Regions from separate parts of the Mus musculus genome. Here all the other regions are linked to region 4. A link is a contact called in public HiCAR-type and promoter capture Hi-C data. All regions are on one chromosome and are shown on one strand. Each heading gives the region's core, a stretch centred on a gene start, on an enhancer-like site or on the middle of the called end of the contact. The rest is flanking DNA. Distances are from core to core; before and after follow the strand shown. Region 1 holds the start of Cobll1 (Cobl-like 1). Region 2 holds the start of Slc38a11 (solute carrier family 38, member 11). Region 3 overlaps Cobll1 (Cobl-like 1). Region 4 holds the start of Gca (grancalcin). Region 5 holds the start of Grb14 (growth factor receptor bound protein 14).

What was found. Promoter capture Hi-C pulls out the DNA fragments that hold promoters and counts their contacts. HiCAR-type assays count read pairs that join an accessible place to other places.
Region 1: a promoter capture Hi-C map of stem cell-derived epiblast-like cells shows a contact between it and region 4, with 6 times the contacts expected there. The contact joins the promoter of Cobll1 here to the promoter of Gca in region 4. A contact is called at or near these places in 4 of 39 promoter capture datasets (hippocampal neurons, liver, pre-B cells and 1 more) and 1 of 115 datasets of contacts at active chromatin or transcription factors (astrocytes).
Region 2: a HiCAR-type map of astrocytes shows a contact between it and region 4, with 6 times the contacts expected there. The contact joins the promoter of Slc38a11 here to the promoter of Gca in region 4. A contact is called at or near these places in 3 of 39 promoter capture datasets (hippocampal neurons and liver) and 1 of 115 datasets of contacts at active chromatin or transcription factors (astrocytes).
Region 3: a contact with region 4 is called in a promoter capture Hi-C map of liver, with 3 times the contacts expected there. The contact joins the enhancer-like site here to the promoter of Gca in region 4. A contact is called at or near these places in 2 of 39 promoter capture datasets (hippocampal neurons and liver).
Region 5: a contact with region 4 is called in a promoter capture Hi-C map of hippocampal neurons, with 6 times the contacts expected there. The contact joins the promoter of Grb14 here to the promoter of Gca in region 4. A contact is called at or near these places in 2 of 39 promoter capture datasets (cranial neural crest and hippocampal neurons) and 1 of 115 datasets of contacts at active chromatin or transcription factors (embryonic forebrain).

Annotation. Positions count from the first base shown.
Region 1 is chr2:65,237,530-65,240,229 of GRCm38.p6, reverse strand. Cobll1 (Cobl-like 1) reads left to right here and starts at 1,439. Exons shown (of 14, transcript NM_177025.6): 1 at 1,439-1,867. The coding sequence starts at 1,791. It overlaps Gm13594 (a long non-coding RNA gene), which reads right to left. Exons shown (of 2, transcript XR_001783320.2): 1 at 2,148-2,700; 2 at 34-724.
Region 2 is chr2:65,362,596-65,365,295 of GRCm38.p6, reverse strand. It overlaps Slc38a11 (solute carrier family 38, member 11), which reads left to right and starts at 1,270. Exons shown (of 12, transcript NM_177074.2): 1 at 1,270-1,415; 2 at 1,829-1,949. The coding sequence starts at 1,377. It overlaps Mir6337 (microRNA 6337), which reads left to right and starts at 896; the gene lies at 896-1,000.
Region 3 is chr2:65,219,343-65,222,042 of GRCm38.p6, reverse strand. The region is part of intron 1 of Cobll1 (Cobl-like 1); the gene reads left to right. Among named protein-coding and RNA genes, the nearest start is that of Gm13594, 13 kb to the left of the region's middle. Within about 2 kb of position 1,267, at least 32 of the 459 cell types and tissues checked have an H3K27ac peak or open chromatin away from gene starts, as enhancers often do. A contact at or near this core is called in liver, where this site is marked.
Region 4 is chr2:62,662,974-62,665,673 of GRCm38.p6, reverse strand. It overlaps Gca (grancalcin), which reads right to left and starts at 1,347. Exons shown (of 8, transcript NM_145523.3): 1 at 1,215-1,347. The coding sequence starts at 1,241.
Region 5 is chr2:65,021,407-65,024,106 of GRCm38.p6, reverse strand. Grb14 (growth factor receptor bound protein 14) reads left to right here and starts at 1,341. Exons shown (of 14, transcript NM_016719.1): 1 at 1,341-1,647. The coding sequence starts at 1,463.

The sequences.
Region 1 (2,700 bases), core at 190-2,689, 2.6 Mb before region 4:
AATCCAGATCCATTTCAAACAATTGCCTCGTTATTAGTCAAATTATTTAAAAGCAACTTTTAATGATAGAGTTCTAACACAGTCATCGCAGAAGTCACCACGATCTTCACCTCCATTTCATATTCAAAGATGTACTGAGACCATATTCACCACAAGGGAGAGGAAAGAGACAAAATCCAATTATGTGGAGTAGTAGTTAGTACTTTTGGTTCCAGAAATTATTGGTGGTGGTTGTAATGAATGAGCAACAAAGAACCTTTAATTAAGCACGGGTTATAAATACTAGTTTAATTTTAATGTGAACCAAAAATGTTAAGTCCTTTGTTATCCTACATCATGTTTTTATGCCTACAGATTTGCCACTTGAGGTATCCATTTATATATTTTTAATTTAGCATTATTTCCTGATGTTCGCTTTTGGACTCATCAATATGATTTACTTTAAAACAGTTGGCAAGGGTCTAAGGGTAAGGAGACAATATGCACCCGGTTGTCAGGTGGCACGTCTCCTCTGAGAAGAACTCTTGCAGGAACCGAAACTACAAACAAGCAAGCACTGTCTGAGATTCCTTTATTCCTGTGAAACTTCCAGGAGGCCACTAAATCTCTGCTGTTCTTTCTTAGCTTATAGACTGTCATCATGAGAACGTCCAGTCCTCAAATCCCAGCTGTTGGCTGTTTACATCAAGAGAGGCATGTCTGGGAAGACTGGACGAGCTTAAACCTGCCAGGGATTAAAAAGATCACAATGTCAGAGGTGCCTTTTAAGGGCTAGCAACCGTAGGGGTCAGTAAGGTTAAAAAGAAAATCCTGCACTTCGAAGGTCAGACTGCAGGTGGTCAATCAGCAGGACTCGGTCCATGAGCTCTCCTCACTTCCGCTACAGCTTGGGTCCTCCCTGGGGTTTTGCTGGCCAGGTAGCCTCCCTGTCCGCCCACTCTTCCTCTTGGGTTCGCGAGGCTTCCCAAAGCTACTCAGTGTCAGTGGGGACTAAAACGAGCAGCCTAGACGCTTCCTCTCCACCGGCCTCCCCCGCGGTACCTAAAAGCCGCGTGCTCCGCGGAGGGGTGCGGGGTGGGGTAGGAAATTCCTCCTCGCTCCACGTCCCCGCCCGCTCGCCCTACCCGTCCCCTCTCCGGCTGGCTGCTCTGCTCGCTCCGATGCTGACCTCGTCACCCTCACTTCTGCAGAGCGAGGTGGCCGAGGCGGCTGCGAGCTCGGGGCTCCCGGCAGGGCCATGGGGCAGGGTGAGTTGGGGCGCGGGCGCGGCGGCCGGGGGCCGGCCGCTTTCCGCCGCGCGCTCGCTCCGGGCGTCCGAGCTAGCCGTGCGGGGGAGGAGCGGAGCCTGGACGGGCCGGGTCCCCTAAAGCGGGCAGTGGCTTGGGAAGGCGGGGGCGCTGTGGTTCGCAGCTCCTCCGGAAAAGTTTGCACGGGATTCAGTTGGTGCGCAGCGGGCCGCTGGAGCCCAAGCACTGCGGGCGTGGCGACCGTCCCGCGCCCGGTCCGCTCCTCCTCCTCCTTCACAGCCCGGGCTGCCGCGCGCCGCCCCTTCGCCCGGGACTGGCTGCGGGCTGCGGCCGGGGCGGGGACCTGTAGCCGTCGTCGCGGCGCCCTCGGGCAGGGACCGACCGGCAGGTGGAAGCGCCCCGGGGAGGCGGGGCCGCCCCTGGCTGCCGTGGGTCGAGGCGGGCTCTTGGCCCGGCCGCTCCCGCCCTGACCCGCCGGCCTCTCCCACCCTAGCAGTGACGCGCCGCCTCCGAGCCCGAGCCCGCGCCGCGGCCAGCAGCGCGATGGACCGCAGCGTCCCGGATCCCCTACCCCGCAGCGCGCCCCGCACCCCCGCCATGCAGCCCGCGGGCTCCGCAGGGTAAGTAAGCCTCCCTCCCGGCCGCCGAGGCCTCGCGCGCTTCACCTGCCCGAGGCGAGCTCCCCGCGGGGCCGCCGGGCTCCCGGGCCGACCCACACGCGGGCGGGAGACTGCGTCCTCCCGGACGAGTCGGGGTGGGGGGTTCGGTACTTTGGGCAAGCTTTCCGATCGGGGTTACGGAAGGCCAGGCGAATGGCAGGCGTTGGGTGAGGAGTCCCGGAGCAAAAGTGGTAACAAAGGGCCCCTTGTTGGGGCTCTGTAGCGGCGGGGGGGACGACACCTGTAAGCGCGCTCCGGGAAAGGAAGGAAAAGTTTCCACAGCCAAGCGCTCCAGCCCAGGAGGATGGTTTCTGTCAAGGTGACTGCAAGGAAGGGGCTTCCTGAAAGTCCACGGAGGGCGCAGCAAGGTGTGCCAGCTGTCAGCCCGGCTTGACAGTTCCGGGAGCAGGCGGGGTGCTCGCCTCTGACTGGGGGTGTGTGTGTGTATGTGCTTCTGGCCAATTGGTGATGCCAAAGCCGAGTGCGAAGTCAGTCGCATTGGCAAACACCTATACTTTTTTTTTTTTTTTTTTACCGTCACGTGTTTGAGGAGCGATTGGAAGGGAAGGGGCTGTCACATGGTGAGTTAATATTAAATGAAGCATGCCTTCCTGCCAAATATGCTAAACATCACTCTGTTAAACGTTTGGGTAAACAGTGGTGGGAACAGGTAGTCCTGCAAGGGCCAAGGAGAACTTGAGAATAACCTTTGTCGTAGTAAATGGTCAAGCTACACAACCCTGTCCTAGGTGAGACCGCCTCACTGCTGTCATGTAGCCTCTTTGCCATAAAGC
Region 2 (2,700 bases), core at 21-2,520, 2.7 Mb before region 4:
AGAGCTGTGAGGATCAAGGAAAGAGAAGTTGGTGGTGTTTCTACTGTAACTCTGAGTGTTCATTTTTACAAACGGAAAAGCAAGGGGCAAATGTTGAAACTTCTTCAATTAATGGTACAGAGTAGTGGAGGATTTTTAAATAGCTCTAGTTTTTTCTAACCTTTTATCTTTCTTTTGCATGCTGTGTAGGTGTGTGTGGATGCCTATTTGTGCATGAGTGATGGCTCCGGAGTGAGGTGGATCCCTGTTTCATTCACTGGGGAAGGCATGTCTCACTTTAACCCAAAGTTTGCCCATCAGCAACCTTAGCTGTCCAGCTTGCCCTGGCAGTCAAGGGGTTTGGAGAACCCAAACTCTGGTCTCCATGCTTTCATGCCAAGGTGCCTGAGAAGTCACCTCCCCACGACCCAGTTTGTTTGTTTTCTTTATATATTAAAACTTTTTTTTCATATTTAAATAGTCACGAAAAATAAATAAATAAATAAATAAAATAAATAAATAAATAATATAAAGAACCTCTCCGTTTCGTTAGCATCTATGGATTATTATTTTCTTGCCCCAGAGGACGTTCTCTGCCCATCTTCCGGTCTGTTTCATCCTGTTTAACACAAAATGACAAATAGAAATTTTCATTTAAGGTTCTTCCTAGCCTAGGTATTCTAGGGACCCTCCCTTTGTTGGCCCCTGCATGTCCCTTTTCCTTTTTAAAGGATCATTACCTGAATCCGCAGTATCAATCTATCGCGCCTTTCTCTTAATTTTTCCTTCTCCGAAATTTCCAGGGCCTCTTTGACTAAGGCATGCACAGCAAACAATCTGGCTAAAGCCCCCAAGTAGTATTTTGCTTTCTGATGATTTCTTTATGAGGCTTCCAAATTCTACTTAATATAAAAGTTCTAACATTTCACAGTCCTTTTCTATCCAAGAAGAGGTGTAGGGGGAGGAACACCCTGTAAACAATGTCACTCTGTGGAGATGAGGGCTGCTGGGTTGCTAGGTTCTTAGCTGGCTTCAGACTCTGGCATAGGAACAGAGAGAGAAGCAAGGGAAAACGCACGCTGTGGGAGGAACAGGTTGTACCTTTGCAGTTTTAGATAGAGAGATCAGTGCGGTGCGCCCTGAGTGAGGGGAGTCTGAGCTACAGGGTTAGAAATGTCCAGCATCCTCACCCGCAGCAGCGAGCAGGGTGCACCCGCCCCGCCCCGTGAAGGCGGAGACCTCTGAGCTGCAGCCTAGTGCCCAGCGTACCCAGGGACCCGCTGCACCGGCTCCTTCCATCTCGCTGGCGAACTTAAGCGGGCAAAACCTGCAGGGGAGTTTGGCCTGGTGGGAGCCTGCTTCCCAGCCTCAGAACCTGCCCTTGCGCAGATGCAGACATGAGCTATCAGCAGCCACAGCTGAGCGGTCCTCTGCAGGTAAAACTGGCAACAAGGGCAAGAGCTCAACATCCTCCTTAAGTTTAATGCTGGGGTCTTGGTTTGGCAAAAAGGGATAGATCTGACTTAATCTGACCTACACCGATTTGGCAAACACTTTTCAATAACACCAATAACCTCTTTAATTTCATAAAACCGTGTGGTTGACTCCTAACAGACTCTGGAGTTGGGTCAAAGCAGTTGGGCAGCCTCAACATGGAGACTTGTGAAGACTTAAGGATAGACTTTAAGTTCTTTTGGATTGCTGGCCATTCTTGTTTTCCCTCCTTATTGATGTATTATTAACACTATAGGCATAACTTGATGTCATTACTATGTTTGAATCCTGCGTTGCTTATTTATCTGACTTTTTTTTCGAACTAGTAAAATCGTTATTTTATCTATTAAAATAGAGAGAGACAGACTCGAGTGACAGAGAAAGCCTGATCTCCGGACATGAACACGGAGGGAAATCTAGTCAGTCTGCCGCTGTTTTCAATGTAGTCAATTCTGTTATAGGATCTGGGATAATAGGTAAGCCACCCGTGTCTGCTTGGTTCTGTTTATGAAGTATAAAGACAAGCTTTTCAAAGTGTTATTATGATGCTAGCATTCAGTAAAACTTCAATGGGGTTTTCTTCCACAAAAGCTTTTATATTTTTTTCCATCATAGTAATGATCTGTCCTCTTTATGCGGAAATTGCACTGTTTCCCCCCCCCCACATCAGACAATAGCATCCTCCAGTTGGGGAGAGGCTACACAGGGGCCGGGGAAAATGGGCTTTTCATAGATTAACTGGTCAGTGGATCATGTCAACTAATGCATTTGTTTCTTCTTTCTGAAGCAGACTGTATTACAAAAACCATCTTAGTGTCAGTGTGAAACTTGCAGATTCCTGCGTATATTATGTGTACAAAAGCTTAATGGGAGACTTTTAAGAATCCTATGAAAATTAAACTAGATAATATCTCCTTGTGCACCTATATGATCTTAAATTTAAAATATGAGCTTATGAAATACTGTTTACATCTAGTTATTAATAGAATTCATTTACAGCAGTGCTTACAATTGGTAAGAATAGCCCCTGTTATCCCAACAAATTAGAAGCAAGGGAAAGCTTCTATAAAAGTAAAAACTTTAAAAGCTATTGCATTCCATTAATAGAAGCAGTATTTTCCAGTGTTTATTATTGTTTTTATAGCTGGAGACATTCCATTTCAGAAAAGGCAAGGAAAACAAGAGCCTATCTATTGCAATACCCACCAAATATGTAGCTGTTTAACT
Region 3 (2,700 bases), core at 18-2,517, 2.6 Mb before region 4:
GTTTTCTTCCTGTTGGCTGTGATAAAACACTCGGACCCAAAGCATCTTAGAGAGGAAATGGTATTTGGCTTATACTTCCAGGTCACAGTCCGTCCTTGAGGAAGTCAAGGCAGGAGCTCTAGAAGGGACTGAAGTCAGTGGAGGAATGCTGCTTACTGGCTCCCTTCCAGGTCTACCTTCTGCTAGCTTTGCTCTACAGATGGTGCTGTCATGGTGGGCTGGACCTTCTGACATCATCAGAGACAGTGCCCCACAGACATGTCCACAGACCAGGCTGACTGAGGCAAATTCAGGGAGATTTCACCTTTCCAGGTGACTCTTGGTTGTGTAGACTTATAGTGAAGGTAATGGCAGTGCATTCTTATATTAACTTGGATTTTAAAGGTGGTTTTATGTTTGTTTTAACAAAAATATGTGCCAGAAATTGAACCCAGGACCTTGTGCATGCTAGGTAACAACTGCCTACCACTGAGTTGTATGTAGTCCTAGACAGTTTTAAGTTGAAAGAAGCTCCCATATACCATATATATATATGTGTATATATATATATATATATATATATATACACACACACACACACACACATACATACATACACACATACACACACACACACACACACACATATATATATACACACACACACACATACATACACACACACACACACACACACACACACACACACACACACATATATAGTCTCCTTCAAAATTTCTTGACCCCATATCTGCTTTTCCATAGTAGATGGTATTGGTCTGTTCTGGTTACACCTAGGCATAAGCTTAGCACTTAAGAGATTTCAAAGAAATAGGATGCTTCTTATAAGCTGACAATAATCAGTGTGTTTTACAAGGTAATTTGCCAAATGGCAGAGACTTTGACAGCTGCAGAGTCAAACCAATATTTTTTTTAAAAAAATTTAAGTAATATAATTTCCCCAAATGATTATTTTTGGAGTTAGACTTCTACATTTAAAAGGTACAAATATAACTCTGGTTATACTGGGCATGGTCTCACACATACTTTTAATTCCAACACTTGGAAGACAGAGGCAGATAGATCTCTTTGAGTTATTATTATATAATGAGTTTTGGGTCAACTAGGGCTACCTAGTGAGAGCCTGTCCCAAGCCCAAAACCAAGCCAAGCCACCACCACCACCACCACCAAAACAACAAAAAAGACAGTGGTGTTGACTTGCCTGGATCTGGTCACAGGAGTGGCCAATGCCTGTTGGCATGTGAGCACTGTGACGTACTCTTCTGGGCTCAGCAGCAGCATCCAGCTGACATCCACTGCTTGTTCCAGAGTTATCTTGAGCTTTTACTGTGCAGAGTCACAAGACCAGGCAGTGGCAGGTCTGAAAGCCAAGCCTCAATGTTCTAGGAATCTATCTGTGTCTTAAGAATTGCTCTATGTTCAGCAAGGCCAGAGTGTAGCAGAAGCAACCTTAAAATGGGGCAAAACACTTTCTAAAATGTTTATTTTTCTTAAATAATTTTTCACTGTAAAATTAACACGCTTAATACAGAATATTGAAAGAATTCATGACTTTAAAAAACAGTTTTGCCCTGTGGAGATAATAATGCAAATAATTGGCATTTTAACATCTCCCTGATGCATTATGATCTTACAAATTTTCATATTTTATGCAACAAAACCCCAGTGGTCCAGTACTCTGGAGAAAGTTGGGTTAAGCAGTTTTCTTCTCTTACTGGGTCCTGGGGATACCGCAATGTGCATTGAGTAGGACCCTGGTGGACGTCCAGTCAGCAACATTTTACAAATTCATTTATCAGAGCACTGGTGTAAACCTTAAAGTCCACAATGTTTCCAAAGTAGCGCACGTAACATTGTAGGTAGAATGCATGCTTCTAGATTGTTTAGTGAGCATTGTATTTTCCGACTACATGTATTGCATTCATGTTTTCTCTAAGTTTATGCTCTAAGTTGTTAGTTAACATTCTTTTTGAAATGTCTGCCTAGCAAGTTCTGGGAGTAGCCTTATGTGGTTTGGTGTTAGGTTTAACCTTTCACCTTTTGAGCCTTTGAACTGTTCCCAGTGAAATCATTAACTGAAAGGTATGTAAGCTTTAGCATCCGGAGAGGACCAATTTCCAAGTCTGGTACTGAGAAGGAACCAACCGCACAGGTTTAATTCCACTGCTAGAAACTGAAAACTAGACAATTGCGCCTTTAGTGTTTGTCATTGGGGTTGTCATTGTCATTGGGGTGAGGTGCCAGATTCTTTGGGGAAAAAGAGGCAGTTAGCCATTGGGTGAACTTGAACTGAGGTCCGACTGCATGCAATTGCCACGGGTCATGGGTATCGCTTCTTCTGTGATGGTTTGCTAGCTTTAGAGATTTTTGAAAGCAGTTCCCTCCCACTGTGCAGTTCAGGCGGGCCTTGGACTTGCCTTTTGCGTACAGGGATTTCAGAGTTGTGCCACCAGCCCTGCTCAGATGTGTGCATTGTATCAGTACAGCTTAGCTCTGGGCTTCTCAGCAGTACTTTGTAGAATGTGAACACCTGACCCTGGGGTATAGGAGCGTGAAAGGGTTGGGACCGCTCAGGCTTTTTTAAAAGGCCAAGAAGCTGGGTCTCTGACTAGGAATGGAGTTGAAAGGGAGAGGGTTCGTTAGAAAAGATGTGGGTTCAGCTTTCTACTCTAATCAACATTTAACGTTTTAACAGTAA
Region 4 (2,700 bases), core at 98-2,597:
GGGCTGGGACTTCAGGCCAGGCTAACATGCCCAATTTATGTGGTTCTGAGGATCCAACCCAGGGGAAACACTCTACCAACTAAGCTACATCCTCAGCTATCTCTGATAAATAATCATTAAACAAATGAAAATTTATTGGAAATGCATCCCGTGAAATATATACTTTATTAGACAAAGGTGTATCTCCTAGCAAAAACTACTTTCTATTTTTTTTTAATATAACAACTAAATATAACAAGTATTAAAAGGTGGACTGATAACATTACCTTAAGGACGTTCTCAGTCCATTTAAATGACTAATGAGGAGTATATATTTGAAAGTGCACAATGCTAGCTGGAATTCAAGCAAGTAACTACAAGCAAACCAGTTTCAGTAAAGTGTGTATTGAAGCTGAAGGCCTAGAACTGAAAAATTACTTTTTAAGCTAATCACTTACTCCCAAGGGTAGGGATTATTTTTTGAAGCCCATAATCACATGTCAATGTCTACACCTATCTGTAACAAAACACTAATGTCTCTTTTTAGGGAACAACAAATAGCAACAGGCCTAGGAAATCTGCTCTCTTCTGCCAGCACTGCAGTGACCACTGCCCAGCCACACTACATAGCCGGCCTCACTGGGCAGAACATTGATGAGGGGAGTGAAAGTTTAGCTTCTTTCGAAAGAGGAAGGGTCTACCCACAGGTTGCAATAATGACTTGAAACTCTCAGAGGTACTGAGGATTAAGGTTACAGAAGAGGGAACAGCCGAACCCCTCCAAAAGCAAAGTCTAGAAAATCCGGTCGCGCTTGGTACTATAGAAAAAGAAAAGTTTAGGAGGCACTGAACGTACATCTCAATTTTTTTTTTCATAAGCAACTTAAAAGACAAGATATGGTGGTAAAAAGATAACTAGAAAAACTACTTAAGTTGGGGATAAATCACAAAAGGTAAATGGAACAAGACATGGTCTTTTGCTCCTCCACTCTATAAACAAAATCTAGAAAGCACAAACACTTCACACCACCGCCTGGACAAGGACGTTTCTTGAGGCTCTGGACCAGACTCCAGCTCGCGGTTCTCCCCTGGGCGCAGGGCCCCGCCCAGCCCTAGCTTCTAGCACCTTACGGTGTCCCGGCGTCGCCTGGTACCAGAGGTCACTGCCAGGGCCACAGGGTGAACTCCGCATGGTGATGCGGCCCGCGGGGTCGCCACAGCTCGCGAGGACTTACCGCCCCTCCGTATCCCGGGTAGGCCATGACCAGGCGATCGAAAGTAACGCGTCACCAGTAAGTCAGCGTCAGCGCGGCTTAGAGCGGGGAAAGCGCAAGTGCGTGCGACAGGTGCGGAAGGTCCGAGCGCAGTGCCGCGCACCTCCGCTCCGGTGAGCCGGCTCTGCCTGGAGTCCCGCCCCCGACCACAGGCCCACCCCTGCCAGAGCAAGCCCCGCCCATCTCACCTGTGATTGGCTGCAGCCTGTCTCCTGGATTCCAGTCCATCTCTCTTACTGGTTCTTTCGAGTTCTTACCAGAAGCCTCCTCCACAGTTATTTCCCCACCCTCCAAGGAGAGCTTCTCCAGGCCATCAACTCCTAGAGTTACTTTTCTCAGTAGAAACCCCAAACCCACCAGGTGATGACTTCTTGTAGCCTATCCGTATTTCCTTTGGACCAGATAATTGTAACTTTGTAGTTACTCACGGTTCTGTGTCGTGTGGATGCAGGATCAGAGTTTCAAAACCATGACCACCATAGCTATTGCCTGCCACACTTGATACCTAATGTGAGAAAGGCTATTTGTAGTTTTATAGATAAATGGTGGCCACAGTTGCCAAAAATAGCAAATAAAAATACAGGATATCTATTGAATTTGATTTTTGAAGAGATTTTTAAAATCTGTATGTCCCAAATACTGAACAAAAAATACATCTGCTTTTTAGAATATTGTTTACATTGCTTACATGGTGTCCTCCATAGTATTTAGTAACTTTACCAGTGATTCAACTTTTGAGAAAACTATTAATACATGATTATATCTGATTATAAACATCAAGAGAACATCTTGGTTTTTATCATTTTGCAAAAAGGAAGGACAAGCCTGCTTTTCTCTGAAATTCCTGAATTTTGTTTCTCCAAGTCTAGAATTCAGAAGAAGAGGGAAGCTTTGGAATTAACTTATAAACAAAAGGGATACCATTTTGATTTCTTTATGAAAAAGAAAAGAGCTAATATTAAAAACTAAGCCCATCAACAACTGTTAAGTATTGACAGAGGAAATCAGCCTTGCAGCCCTGAGTAATTTAACAATCGCTCTGCTGTACTACAGCCGGAAGAACGTGTTGAACCTTGTGAAACAATTTTATCAGAAGAGGCAGAAAGATGCAAGTTGCTAGTATCCACCCTACTATTGAGAAAGTGGCAGTTTCTGCAGCAGTAGCTATTTCTTTAGCTAATATTGGGATCTATTCAAAGAGAAGTAGAATAAAAACCTGCTTGATAAAATAAATGAGAGTGTGACTCAGTAGGTAGCAGGTGATTCTCTTAGCAGAAGAAATCCATGCAAAGCTGTATTCTAATTGACAAACTGCATATGCAAAGTGCTTAGGAAGTGTTGTCTGTAATTGCGACACTAATCCAAATTTAAGATTAGAATTTTTCTGTACTTTCTTTTTATCAAAACAGGTTCTCTGAAGCATTGCCTTTCTGTACCCTGGGAATCA
Region 5 (2,700 bases), core at 92-2,591, 2.4 Mb before region 4:
AGAGTGTGTAAACTCTCTGAAAGTCCTCCACGGTGCACAGGATGTAGGATACTTCATGAAAAGCAGGGACAGAAGTCCGGATTTCAGGGTATGGTTGCTGCATCCTGGAAGAACACAATGCCTCTACTGTTTCATTGCCTAGGTTGACATGGAAGCTTATGGGATGAATCCTGAGTGCATCTGTTAACTAAGAGCTAAGCAGGGCCTTGCCCTGGGTTGCTTGGGGACCCTAATATTCTTATGTATAAAATGAGGCAAGTAGTAGATTCATGGAATAGTTAGGAGAGCAAGGCAGAATGTGGAAAATATGAGAAAGATGCTCTCATTAAAAAAAGAAAAGAACTGGGCAGTGGTGGCACAGGCCTTTAATCCCAGCACTTGGGAGGCAGAGGCAGAGGCAGGCAGATTTCTGAGTTCGAGGCCATCCTGGTCTACAGGGTGAGTTCCAGGCCAGACAGGGCTACACAGAGAAACCCTGGTCTCCAAAAACCAAAAAAAAAAAAAAATTAATTAATAACTAAGTAAAAATATAAAAAATAAATAAAAAGAAAAGAAAAGAAAGAAAGAAGGAAAGAAGGAAAGAAGGAAAGAAGGAAAGAAGGAAAGAAGGAAAGAAGGAAAGAAGGAAAGAAAGAAAGAAAGAAAGAAAGAAAGAAAGAAAGAAAGAAAGAAAGAAAGAACGAACACAAGGAAAAAACTCTATTAATAATCCCAGGCACCTTGAGATTCATTCAGGTTTTACTGAGAATTCTCACCAGTTCAAAGGAGTTTTTCTAAGACAGCAACCCTGATTTTTCCTCACTTTACTCCATCTCTTGCCACGGAGGAAAAGGAAAGGGGTGGTGGGGGAGGGAGCGCGGGGTGGGGGGCGGGACTGGAGAATACATTGCCCTAAGATTTCCTCCTGGTTTGCCAGTACTGTGGGTCTGTCTTGATGATCAAGCCACAGCTTAGGTGATCTCCCGTGGCCCTACTGGCACGGAAGGGTCTAAGGACCAGTTCTGCCTGGACCCAGGCAGATTGGAGGTCGGTCCTCCTAGCCCAGAGTGGCACTCGGCCCGCGGGACTTTCAGCCTTGTGCTGGGTCACCCACTTGGGAAAGCGGCGGTGGGACTTAGGGAGCCTGAGGTCGAGGTCCCCACGCTTCAGGAGAGTGACACCAGCGCCCCCGAGTGCCCGGGCTACGCGCAGGGCCCGCCAGGCTGGCGCTCCATCCTCCCCGCCCCCCAGCACCGCTCTTCCCGGTCCCCACCCTCTACGTCCCCACCCTCCTCCTCCGCCCCCGCCCCTCCCCCGCTCCCCGCCCCACCGCGTCCCAGCCGCCCTGGCCGTGAGCGCAGGCGGCCCTGCCACCGCACCTGCAAGGCGCTCGCTGCCTGCAACCGCTCGGCTCTGCTCGCCCCCAGCCCTTCGTAGCTTTCGCCTCGCGGTCGATGACTCCCTAGACCCCTGGCCTACGACCATGACCACGTCCCTGCAAGACGGGCAGAGCGCCGCGGGCCGGGCAGGCGCCCAGGATTCGCCGCTGGCAGTGCAGGTGTGCCGCGTTGCCCAGGGCAAGGGAGACGCCCAGGACCCGGCGCAGGTCCCCGGACTGCACGCGCTGTCCCCCGCCTCCGATGCGACCCTCCGCGGTGCCATAGACAGGTAGGCAGCTTCGTGGTGGTGTCCGGGTCAGCAATCCGCTCTTGGGGTATGGAGGCGGCCCAGGGGTGAGTGTGTGCCCAGAGCCGGACCAAGTTTGGAAAGTGTCTGAAGACAATTCCCTTGGAGCCAGATCCCGCGGGGTCAGGAGGGCACCACGATCTCCAGGTGCCCTGTTATAAATAGCATCACGGGGTGGTGGAGAGCGGTCTGTCTCACCTTTGCCCTTTGGGGTGAACCAGAAGGCTTCACTCCAGACTGACCACATTCAGCTGCTGGGTGGCCCTTTTCCTATTACACTATAGGCTTCAAAAATCCAAGCTTGAATGTGTTCACCTCCCACGTAGATAGAGTCTTCCAAGGACCCGGGAGAGGCAGAGCAGGGGTTGACATTTGAGCCGTCTTTATGTTCCACAGGAAAGGGCAGCGGCTTTCCAAGGTTTCTCATCTCCACAGCAATGAGCATTAAGTGCCTTTGGAGTTGTCATACTTAGGAAAGAAAAAGGCGAGAAGAGCTTAAGAATCCGTGGCTTTTTGCAGTCGCACATCTAAATACCACTCCTGCTTCTTTGTCAGGATTTGCAAAGCGCTCTGACTTCAGTCAAGTTAAAATAACTCCCCAGTGGCCTAGCGTTACATTCCTGCTAACACATTCTATTGACTTACCTTCCCAGAAGGACTGCCTTGGTGTTCTGTATCTATAAGCACTTGAAAAATTAGCAGACTGTGTGTGGGCAACATTGTGAATGAAATTCGAAGTGAGATGAACCACATCTATATTTAATAAATCATAACTTCCAGCAGTGATGAGTAAAAAAAAAATCCTGGGGATGAGTTTACTGGATGTAACTTACAGATTTTGTCAATTTAATAGGAGCCAGGAAATGGCACACTCCCCTGGGTAATGTTTGCATAAATCATGATGTAGCCTGTGTTGGTGTTCAGGAAAGCCCTAAGTACAGGAAATGGAGTGTCAATGCCTCCCAAGGCTTTTCTTCTTCTTCTTTTCTTTTTCTGTGAGATGGGGTGGGGGAGGTGGTATAGAATTATTTGTGG